2 separate regions of the Oryctolagus cuniculus genome follow, and region 1 is linked to region 2. Evidence: chromatin contacts called from public Hi-C data. All regions are on one chromosome and are shown on one strand. Each heading gives the region's core, a stretch centred on a gene start, on an enhancer-like site or on the middle of the called end of the contact. The rest is flanking DNA. Distances are from core to core; before and after follow the strand shown. Region 1 holds the start of SLC23A3 (solute carrier family 23 member 3). Region 2 holds the start of RESP18 (regulated endocrine specific protein 18).

Evidence for each region. Hi-C and Micro-C count contacts between places; a contact is called where the count stands out from the background.
Region 1: a contact with region 2 is called in a Hi-C map of embryonic fibroblasts, with 2.3 times the contacts expected there. The contact joins the promoter of SLC23A3 here to the promoter of RESP18 in region 2. A contact is called at or near these places in 2 of 6 Hi-C or Micro-C datasets (embryonic fibroblasts and skin fibroblasts).

What each region holds. Positions count from the first base shown.
Region 1 is chr3:20,287,239-20,291,568 of mOryCun1.1, forward strand. It overlaps SLC23A3 (solute carrier family 23 member 3), which reads left to right and starts at 1,638. Exons shown (of 10, transcript XM_070071453.1): 1 at 1,638-1,673; 2 at 2,567-2,761; 3 at 2,886-2,958; 4 at 2,961-3,203; 5 at 3,958-4,010; 6 at 4,012-4,302. The coding sequence starts at 1,638. The region is part of intron 9 of LOC100353345 (protein CNPPD1); the gene reads left to right.
Region 2 is chr3:20,150,662-20,155,082 of mOryCun1.1, forward strand. It overlaps RESP18 (regulated endocrine specific protein 18), which reads left to right and starts at 2,128. Exons shown (of 6, transcript XM_002712494.5): 1 at 2,128-2,367; 2 at 4,166-4,270. The coding sequence starts at 2,262.

The sequences.
Region 1 (4,330 bases), core at 388-2,887, 140 kb after region 2:
TTCTAGAAGTCTGCTTTTGAGTTCCCTAGGATGAAAGGAGCAGTGTGGGAAATGGGGGAGGTGGGGTGAGGGGAGGAAGGAAACATTGACCTGAGCCTGTGTGATGTCCCGAAGGCAGGAGAGCCGGGGACTGATGGGGCCAGGGTGGGAGCTGCTAGGGGAGGTCTGAGTGAGGTGGGCCCCTCGCTATACCCGCCCCTTGGGTGTAGTCTAAGGGAGCCAAGGACTGCTGGGACCTTTAATCTTGACCTTTTGTCTTCCAACCTTATTGCCGCACTCCTAGGCTTCCCTCTCTTCTGGTCTTTTCCGGGGTGATCTGTCCACAGCCGTCTCTGGCTGCCGCTTTTTATCTGGGTTTTTCACGCTTTTGTAGAACTGAGGTTTCAATAAACAGTCTGAGTTGCATGGCCTGCCTTTTCCTTCTGCAGCAGCCCTTGAAGAATTTTCCTGCCCGTACCTGCCTTCCCCACCCCTCACCCCTCCACTTCCTGATCTCGTCACCTTGCAAATCCTTTTCCCTGAGCCCCTTTCAGAACCCCTCTATTGTCTGACATCAGTCAGAGGTTCCCATTTTTTTCCCTCTTTTTTAGCATTCTATTTTTATTTCTCTGAAAGAGTTATCCTGAGAGGGAGAGGGAGAGATCTTCCATCCACTGGTTCACTGCCCAAATGGCTGTAACAGCCAGGGCTGGGCCAGACTGAAGCCAGGAGCCAGGAGCTTCTTCTGGGTCTCCTGTGTGGTTACAGGGGTCCAAGCACTTGGGCCATCTTCCAGTTTTCCCAGGTGCATTAGCAGGAAGCTGGATCAAAGGTGGAGCATTGGGGACTGTAACCGGCATCGATATGGGATGGTGGCACCACAACACCGGCCCCCAGAGGTTCCTATTTCAAACTTGCTCTCGTCCCTGCTTCCGCCACCCTGGGGCCCCAGTGCTGTTCCACTTGGGATGCCATGGAACATAAGTGGTGACTGTCCCATGCCTGGGGCTGGCCTTGTTGAATGTTCTGGATAGCACCATCCTTGGATCCTTAGGGAGCCAAGCCCTGTATCCAGCAGAGTGCCCTGGGCTCCTTAGGGGCAGGCCACCTTGTATCCTGACGTCCTCACTGATCTGACACATGGTAGAAGGTGGTGGTGTTAGAGGAACTCCGAAGCTGGTGCTCGCTGGAGGAAGGAAAACTGGGCGTCTGGGGCTGCCAATGGTCGTCCACTGCAGAGGTGGCACTGCCCTCTAGGGGGCATTTTGGCCATTGTTTGATTGTCACAAGGATTGGTGGTGGGGTCGTGTGGTCAGCCTGAGCAGGATGCTGGATAGCCCGAGGTGCTCAGGAACCCCGTCTTTATGATAAGTTCACAGCTTTCTATGAAGACAACTTTCAAATGACTGGCCGGTCACCATGTATGTGAAAACCCTGTACAGGTTTGTCTGAGCCTAGAATTTCCACATGTCAAGTCATCTTTGTACCTTCTGAAAAGGACTGCGGTTACCACATACATACCTCCCTGGAAATCAAAACTACTCATTTTGATCAGCACTTTGCTCACTGGTTTGGAAAATCTGCCCACCAGCGTCAGCACTGCTCCCGGCAGCTGAGTCCCCAGTCAAGCACCAGTGTCCACTGGCATCGCTGCTGTCATGTCCATGGTCATTCTGCATTTCGCTGTGGCGATTGTACTGCTACATTGTCTTCTGGTTTGTGCTCAAACTTTCACATTTTGCAATACAAGTTACTAAAAATTCTATTTCTGCATGTTACAATGAAAACATTTACAGAGTCACAGCTGTGATGGTCACACTGATGCGGTGTGATGCAGTGTATTCTTTTTAACATTAATTATTTGAAAGAGTTATACAGAGAGAGGCAGAGATAGAGACAGAGAGGTTTTCCTCATCCACTGGTTCACTCCCCAGTTGGCCACAACGAATAGAGCTGCACCGATCCAAAGCCAGGAGCCAGGAGCTTCTGCCAGGTCTCCCACGCAGGTGCAGGATCCCAAAGAGTTGGGCCATCTTCTGTTTTCCCAGGCCATAGCAAAGAGCTGGTTCGGAAGTGGAGCAGCTGGGACTCGAACCAGCGCCCATATGGGATGCTGGCACGGCAGGCAGCGGCTTTACCTACTATGCCACAATGCCAGCCCACTTCCCCCCACCGTTGAGTTTCATTTTGAGCCAGCCCGTGGGGCCTGGTCCCAAAAGGGTTAAGAATTGTGGATGTAGCAATGATGGTTCTGGTGGTGGGAGGAAACAGAGTACAAAACCTCCCCAGGGCACCTCTCCTCCCCTGTCCCCTCCACACTGCACCCCCTTCCCAGAGACTGGTCTAAGAGCAGAGAATCTGGATAAAGATTCTTGGGGGAGGGGTCCAGAGCGCAGCTCCCGGGTTAATGGCTGATGGGATTTGCACAAGAGCTGGGCAAAGGTGAGAGGGCCCTGTCCTGCCCCAAATGCCTCATCCTTATGCTGCTCCGCTTTGTTGACACCCCTACCCTCTCTACACCCTCAGGGAGCTAAATTCACCCAAATGCTAAACTCTTCTTACTCTTCCTAACTCTGGCCCCAGATAGCCAAGACAAGACCACAGACAGGGCAGCCTGAGCCGATCACCCCCCCACCCCCATCTCACCCAAGTCCAATCCACAGACTCCCGGGGTGCCCTGGCTCCCCTGACATTGCCTCCTCCCCAGAATCCCTCCTTGCACTCTTGGGTCTCCTGGAGTGGGCCTTGCCCCTGTCGTCTCAGCTGGCTTCTGGCTCTGCAGGTAGGAGGTAGAGGTGCAGGAGGTGGTGCTGCTGGCCAAAGCAGGTGTGGCACGTGATCCCCTCTGGAATCAGGTGCCTCTGCCCTTTTCTGAAGACTGCTCCTCCCCGTTCCTCTATCCGCAGCATATCTTGGTCCTGGCTTCTCTGCCCTGTGCCTCCCACCTGCTCCTGCTTCACAGTCTCCTTCCTGGAGGACTCCCTACTCCCCTTCTCAGCTCCTGGCCTCCAGCTTCTTTTCATGTGGGGTGTTGACCATTCTGCAAGCTTGGCTGGACAGTAGGTGAGGGGCCGGGATCCTGGGGTGGAGGAGAGGCCTGGGGTCCTGTTAGCTGCCACATGTTTCCTTAGAGTTCCTTATCCCTGCTCTGCTGCTGACCAGACAGAAGCTACCTCTGGTCATCCAGACACGTGGAAACTGAGTGCATAGAGCAAGGACAAGGGGTAGGGTGGGCTTTGGTGCTCATCTGAGCATACAGGTATAAGTGGGTGCAGGATAGACGTTGGACAGTGGTGGCCAGGCACCAGCTAGCATGAAAGAGCAATAGGTCTCCATCCCATTTCCTTTGTTCTCCATGCTCCTAACTCCTCCCAGCCTGCTTTGCGCTGCACCTATGTAGGGGCCCTGGTGGCCATGGTCTGGAGCTCTGGGGAGTGGAAGCAGGAGAGTTAAAGGTGGTGCTGGGCCAGGGGAGGCTATTTTCTTTTCTTCTTTTTTTTTTCAAATATTTAGATTTTAAAAAAAGATTTCTTTATTTGGAAGTCAGAGTTACACACAGAGAGAAGGGGAGGCAGAGAGAGAGAGAGAGAGAGAGCAAGGTCTTCCATCTGCTGGTTCACTCCCCAATTGGTTGCAATGGCTGGAGCTGCACTGATCTGAAGCCAGGAGCCAGGAGCTTCTTCTAGGCCTCCCACATGGGTGCAGGGGCCCAAGGACTTGGGCCATCTTCTACTGCTTTCCCAGGCCATAGCAGAGAGCTGGATTGGAAGTGGAGCAGCCAGGACTCAAACCAGCGCCCATATGGGATGCCGACACTGCAGGTGGACGGCCCTGAGGAGGCTATTTTCATCAGGCAGGGATTGAGATGCTCTGGGGGAAGGGGTCACAGGAAGGACCCCTCCCGGGGTTTAGTTAGGAAGTCTCAGCTGAGGTGAACTTGGCTGAGCAGAAACTCTTCTCCCCCTCCACTCCACCAAGTGTCAGGGGCAGTGGTGGTATCCGGGCTGCTGTAGGGTGCACTGGGATTGCTGGGTGTGGGGGGGTCCTGGCTGCATGTTCCCCCACTGTGGACCCCTGGTGCTGGCCTCCAGCCCGGTTGTGGCAGGGCGCTGTGCCCACAGGGAGTTGGCTCAGTTCTGCTCTGCTCACTGGGAACTGACCTTGCTGTACCTGAGTCCTGAGGGGTGTCAGTTCACTGGGGTGGTGATGGGCAGAGCTGCTGGCCATGTCAGATCCAGCAGTGACCTGAACAGGGCAACACGCTTTAGATCTGGGATCCAAGACTTTTCCGTGACCCATGCCCAGGGTGCTTCCTGCCTCTTCTAGGGGACGGGACTTTCTCTGAGGCCCC
Region 2 (4,421 bases), core at 878-3,377:
GGGGAGGGGGCATGGGATAGCAGAGCTCCTGGGCACCGACTCCCCTTCTCCTTAGAGACATCGTGCACAACGTGGATGCAAGGCTGGACCCCAACCTTTCCTTGTCTGCTGCCCTCCAGCCCTGCTCTGCTGTAGTCTTTCCCTCCTTGGGAAAGGAAGTGCCCTGTGAACCCCAGGTCTTGGCCATCTGAGGGTATTACCATCTGCATCAGAATCCCTCCCCCTCCTCCTTGGCAAAGAACAGCAGGGAGAAATTCAATGTCAGTGCACGTGTGCACGCATCCTTCTGACAGCAGTGCCCCAGGGAGCTTGAAATCGGAAAGGGGAAAGACGATCAACTACCCTTTGCTTAGCCCACGCCAAAAGCCACTCTGTCCCTTTTTCCCAGAACATTGTTCTTCTCAAAGCACATTCACACTCTGTTGCTCCTGGGCTTCAAATTATTTCTGTAAATCATTTTAAAACAGCATGTCCAGGCCGGCGCTGTGGCTCAACAGGCTAATCCTCCACCTAGCGGTGCCGGCACACCGGGTTCTAGTCCCAGTCGGGGTGCCGGATTCTGTCCTGGTTGCTCCTCTTCCAGTCCAGCTCTCTGCTATGGCCCATGAGTTCAGTGGAGGACGGCCCAAGTCCTTGGGCCCTGCACCCGCATGGGAGACCAGGATAAGCACCTGGCTCCTGCCTTCGGATCAGCGTGATGTGCCAGCCGCAGTGTGTTGGCCACGGTGGCCATTGGAGGGTGAACAGCAAAGGAAGACCTTTCTCTCTGTCTCTCTCTCTCACTGTCCACTCTGCCTGTCAAAAAAAATAAATAAACAAAAAGAGCATAACTGAAATATTCCTACCTTAATCAGGCTTCTTCAGGATTCAGATTTTCTGCCCTAAATGGAATTTCCTGCCAGAACAAACCCAACAGCCTTTAAGGAAGGCTAATGTAACTCAGTCTCCACAATGTATCAACCCTAAGTGTTCAGTATACAGCAGAGAACTACATTAAAGTGGCGGTTTGAAAGCTCATACACTAGCTTACCAATACACAGGGATAAATAAGCAGTTCCTTAGCTAGGTACTTTTATTTTTTAAAAGATTTATTTATTTATTTGAAAGTCAAAGAAGGTGAGAGAGAGAGAGAGAGAGAGAGAGAGAGAAATTCTTCCACCTGCTGATTCACTCCCTAATTGACAGCAACGGCCAGAGCTACACCTATCAGAAGCCAGGAGCCAGGAGCTTCTTCCAGGTCTCCCATGTGGGTGCAGGGGCCCAAGAAGTTGGACCATCTTCTACTGCTATCCCAAGCCATAGCAGAGAGCTGGATCGGAAGTGGAGCAGCTAGGACTCAAACTGGTGCCCATATGGGATGCCGGCAATGCAAGTGGCGGCTTTAGCCACTCTGCCACAGCGCCAGCCCCAGCTAGTTACTTCTTGTAAGGGCTCTATGAAGAGGCTGGCCTTGTGGCACAGTAGGTTAAACAGCCCTGTGACTCTGGCATCATACCATTCCATGTGAGTGCTGGTTCCAGTCCTCACTGTTCCACTTCTGCTCCAGCTCCCTGCTGATGCTCCAGTGGAGTTTCCTGGGCTCCTGGCTTCAGCTGGACCCTGCCCCAGCCCTGGGCTGCTGCTGGCATTTGGGGAATGAACCAGCGGATGGAAGCTGTCTCTTTGTGTTTCAAATAAAATGAAAATAAAGAAATATTTTAAAGGGTACAGTGGTCTGGACCCAGGGTGACGGTGCTGCAGATGGAAAAAAGTGGGTGGATGTGCTCTACATTTTCCAGATGGAACCCACATGCCTACTAAAGGCTTTTAGGCAGGTGAGGGTGAGGTAAGCATCAGGGGTAAGAATTGACTAAATTCACAGTCTGCTGTTCTCCTTGCGCAGTCCATATTGAATCCTCACAGCAAGCCCAAGAGGTAGGTACGATTCACACCCACGTCTCACATGAACCTACTTCTCTAACCCTGGGCCTAGGGGTAGAGACGGTGGTCTTTGGGGCCAAAGACCGACGCCAAAAGGGCGCAAGGCTAGAAATTGCGAGAGGTGCCAAGCGCAGGAGGCTGTAAGGAGAAGGAGGGGTTGGGGAAGAGTCCGCAGGGGCGAGGCCCGCCGCGATTGGCCGAGCCGCGGGGAAGGGCGACGCAGATCCCGCGCCGCTGGCGGGCAGGTGGGAAGCGACCGACCGCCCCGCTCAGCCCCTCCGGCCGCCGTCGCCACCTGCACTGCGACTTAGGTGGAGGAGCGAGCGCGCCGAGCTGAGAGGATGCAGCGCCCGCTGAGGTCTGGGGGCTCCGGGGGGCTGCGGCTGCTCGTCGGCCTCCTCCTGCTGAACAGCAGCCCCGGGGGCTGCGGCGACGTTAACACCCACGGTCAGGAGGAAACGGGGTGTGGGCAGGGCCGGGGGCCAGGAGGCTGGGGAAGAAAGTTTGGGGCGATGAGAAGAGATCCGCATAGAGTTCCTCCCGAAGAGGCGGCGGCTTGGGGTAGGGCTCAGCCTAGGGGCCCTGGACCTAAGAGGCGCGCCTACCGGGAGTGTGGTTTTGGGAAGGGGTCGGGAAGTCAAATGGGCAGAGATAAGTAAAAACTGGCTTATGTGACCACGGGAGAAGCGAGACGTCCGGCGAGGATAGAGAAGAGATGACCAAGGCGGTGAGGTTGTCATGGACTTGATCAGCAGGTGTCAGGGTCCTGGCTCCAGGGATAAGCCCGGGCAGACAGATGAGACAGCGTTCAGTGATCCGATTTTCAATAAGAAGAGAAAAACATCCCCCAGCCTAGAGGCGCCACCCCCACCCCACCCCCGCCTCTGCGCTGTGCAGAAGACACCGCGCTGACTCTGGTCTCGGCCGCCAGAGTGCGCAGACGCTGGAACTCCGGAGAGCGTGCAGGGAGGAGCCCACTCTCCAAGGCCCGTGTCGAGTCTCCCATCCTGGTTCTTGGGTTTAGGGGCCAGAGCAGAGGTTTTGCGGGGGCAGAGGGGAGATGGAAGACAGGGAGCGGGGGACAGCCGGGCCTCGCGGAGACGCCGAGCTCTCGTTACTGCTCCGCGTCACCGCCACGTCTCAGCACCATGGACAGCGCTAGCCAAGCTGTGGGTCCGGCCGAAGGCGCCTCTAGGTCGTCGTGTTTTCCTGCCTGCACTGGGAGCGCGGCGTCATAGTACCATCTCCCTTTCCTGAAGCTTTTCCCCTTCTGGGCGGGGTGCTGGAGGCTCCAGGACATTATTAGCCATCAGGTCTTTTCTTAAGACGTGTCCAGAATAACTCAAGACAATTCCACTACAGAGAAAAACGGACTGCCCTTCCCATTGCAACACACATCCCTCCTACGCGTACTAGGGAATTCAAATAACTGTGAATGAAAAATATGTAAGAAAAAATCGCTGTTGTGCTAAAGAAACTATATTCCTTGTCATTATTCCCTAAATAATACTTTAACAGCTATTTACATAGCGTTTATGTTGTATACTTAGATATTACAAATAATCAAGAGATGATTTAAAGCATATGGGAGCATTGCACAGGTTGTATACAAATACAATGCCATTTTCCATGACAGACTTGAGCATCCACGGATTTTAGTATTGGAGGGAAGGGGCTCTGGAAGCAATTCCCTAAAGATATTGAGGGATGACAAAGGTACTTAGAAGAGTTCATGGAAAATGGGATGGAAATATAAACATGACTTGGGTGCAGAATTTTTTTTTAAATCTGCGCATAAGTTTCTCATAATGTACATTTTCTATAAAGTTTTTCTAAGGATTCCAATCCTCCTCCGTAACGCCCCTCCCCCCAGGCTTCAAAGATAAAACTCACCTGGCTCCCATAACCATCTATCCATCTATCTGTCCCATGTGGGTAGCTTTCTGAGCCTCTGTTTACCTGACCCTCCATGGGCAGCTCTACGTGCACATGGCTCTTACCTGGAAGTTGGTCCCAAAGCTGAATGAGGCTTCAGGGCTGAAGAACAAGAAAAGTGGTAGTGGGAGATGAGAAAATGAAATGAAAAAAATGAAGACTTGAAGATAGAAAAGGGCCCTGGTGAGGTGGGGGAGGGGAGGAGAAGAGACCAGGGGCTCCAAGAGTACCAGTGGAGGGAAGCTGCTTCAACTGGGATTTGGAAGGCTTTGGGCCAAACTCCATGCTGACACCACTATCTTGCCTTTAGATGGTCAGGGCCAAGTTGGAGCAGGGCAGCTCTGGTCCCTCCAAGGATTCACCACTCCAGTCTTCTGGCACCTACAAGTTGTACTCCAGCAGATTGTACCCCAGGGTAAGTAAGAGCTAGAGAACAGAGGTTGAGACCTGGAAAGATATGGGGAAATGGCAATGAGGGACTCTGAACTAATCATGGGACTTCTTTTCCCCAAATGTCTCTGCTTGAAACTTTTTGTCCTACTCACCTCCTGAAGGAGGGGGTAAGA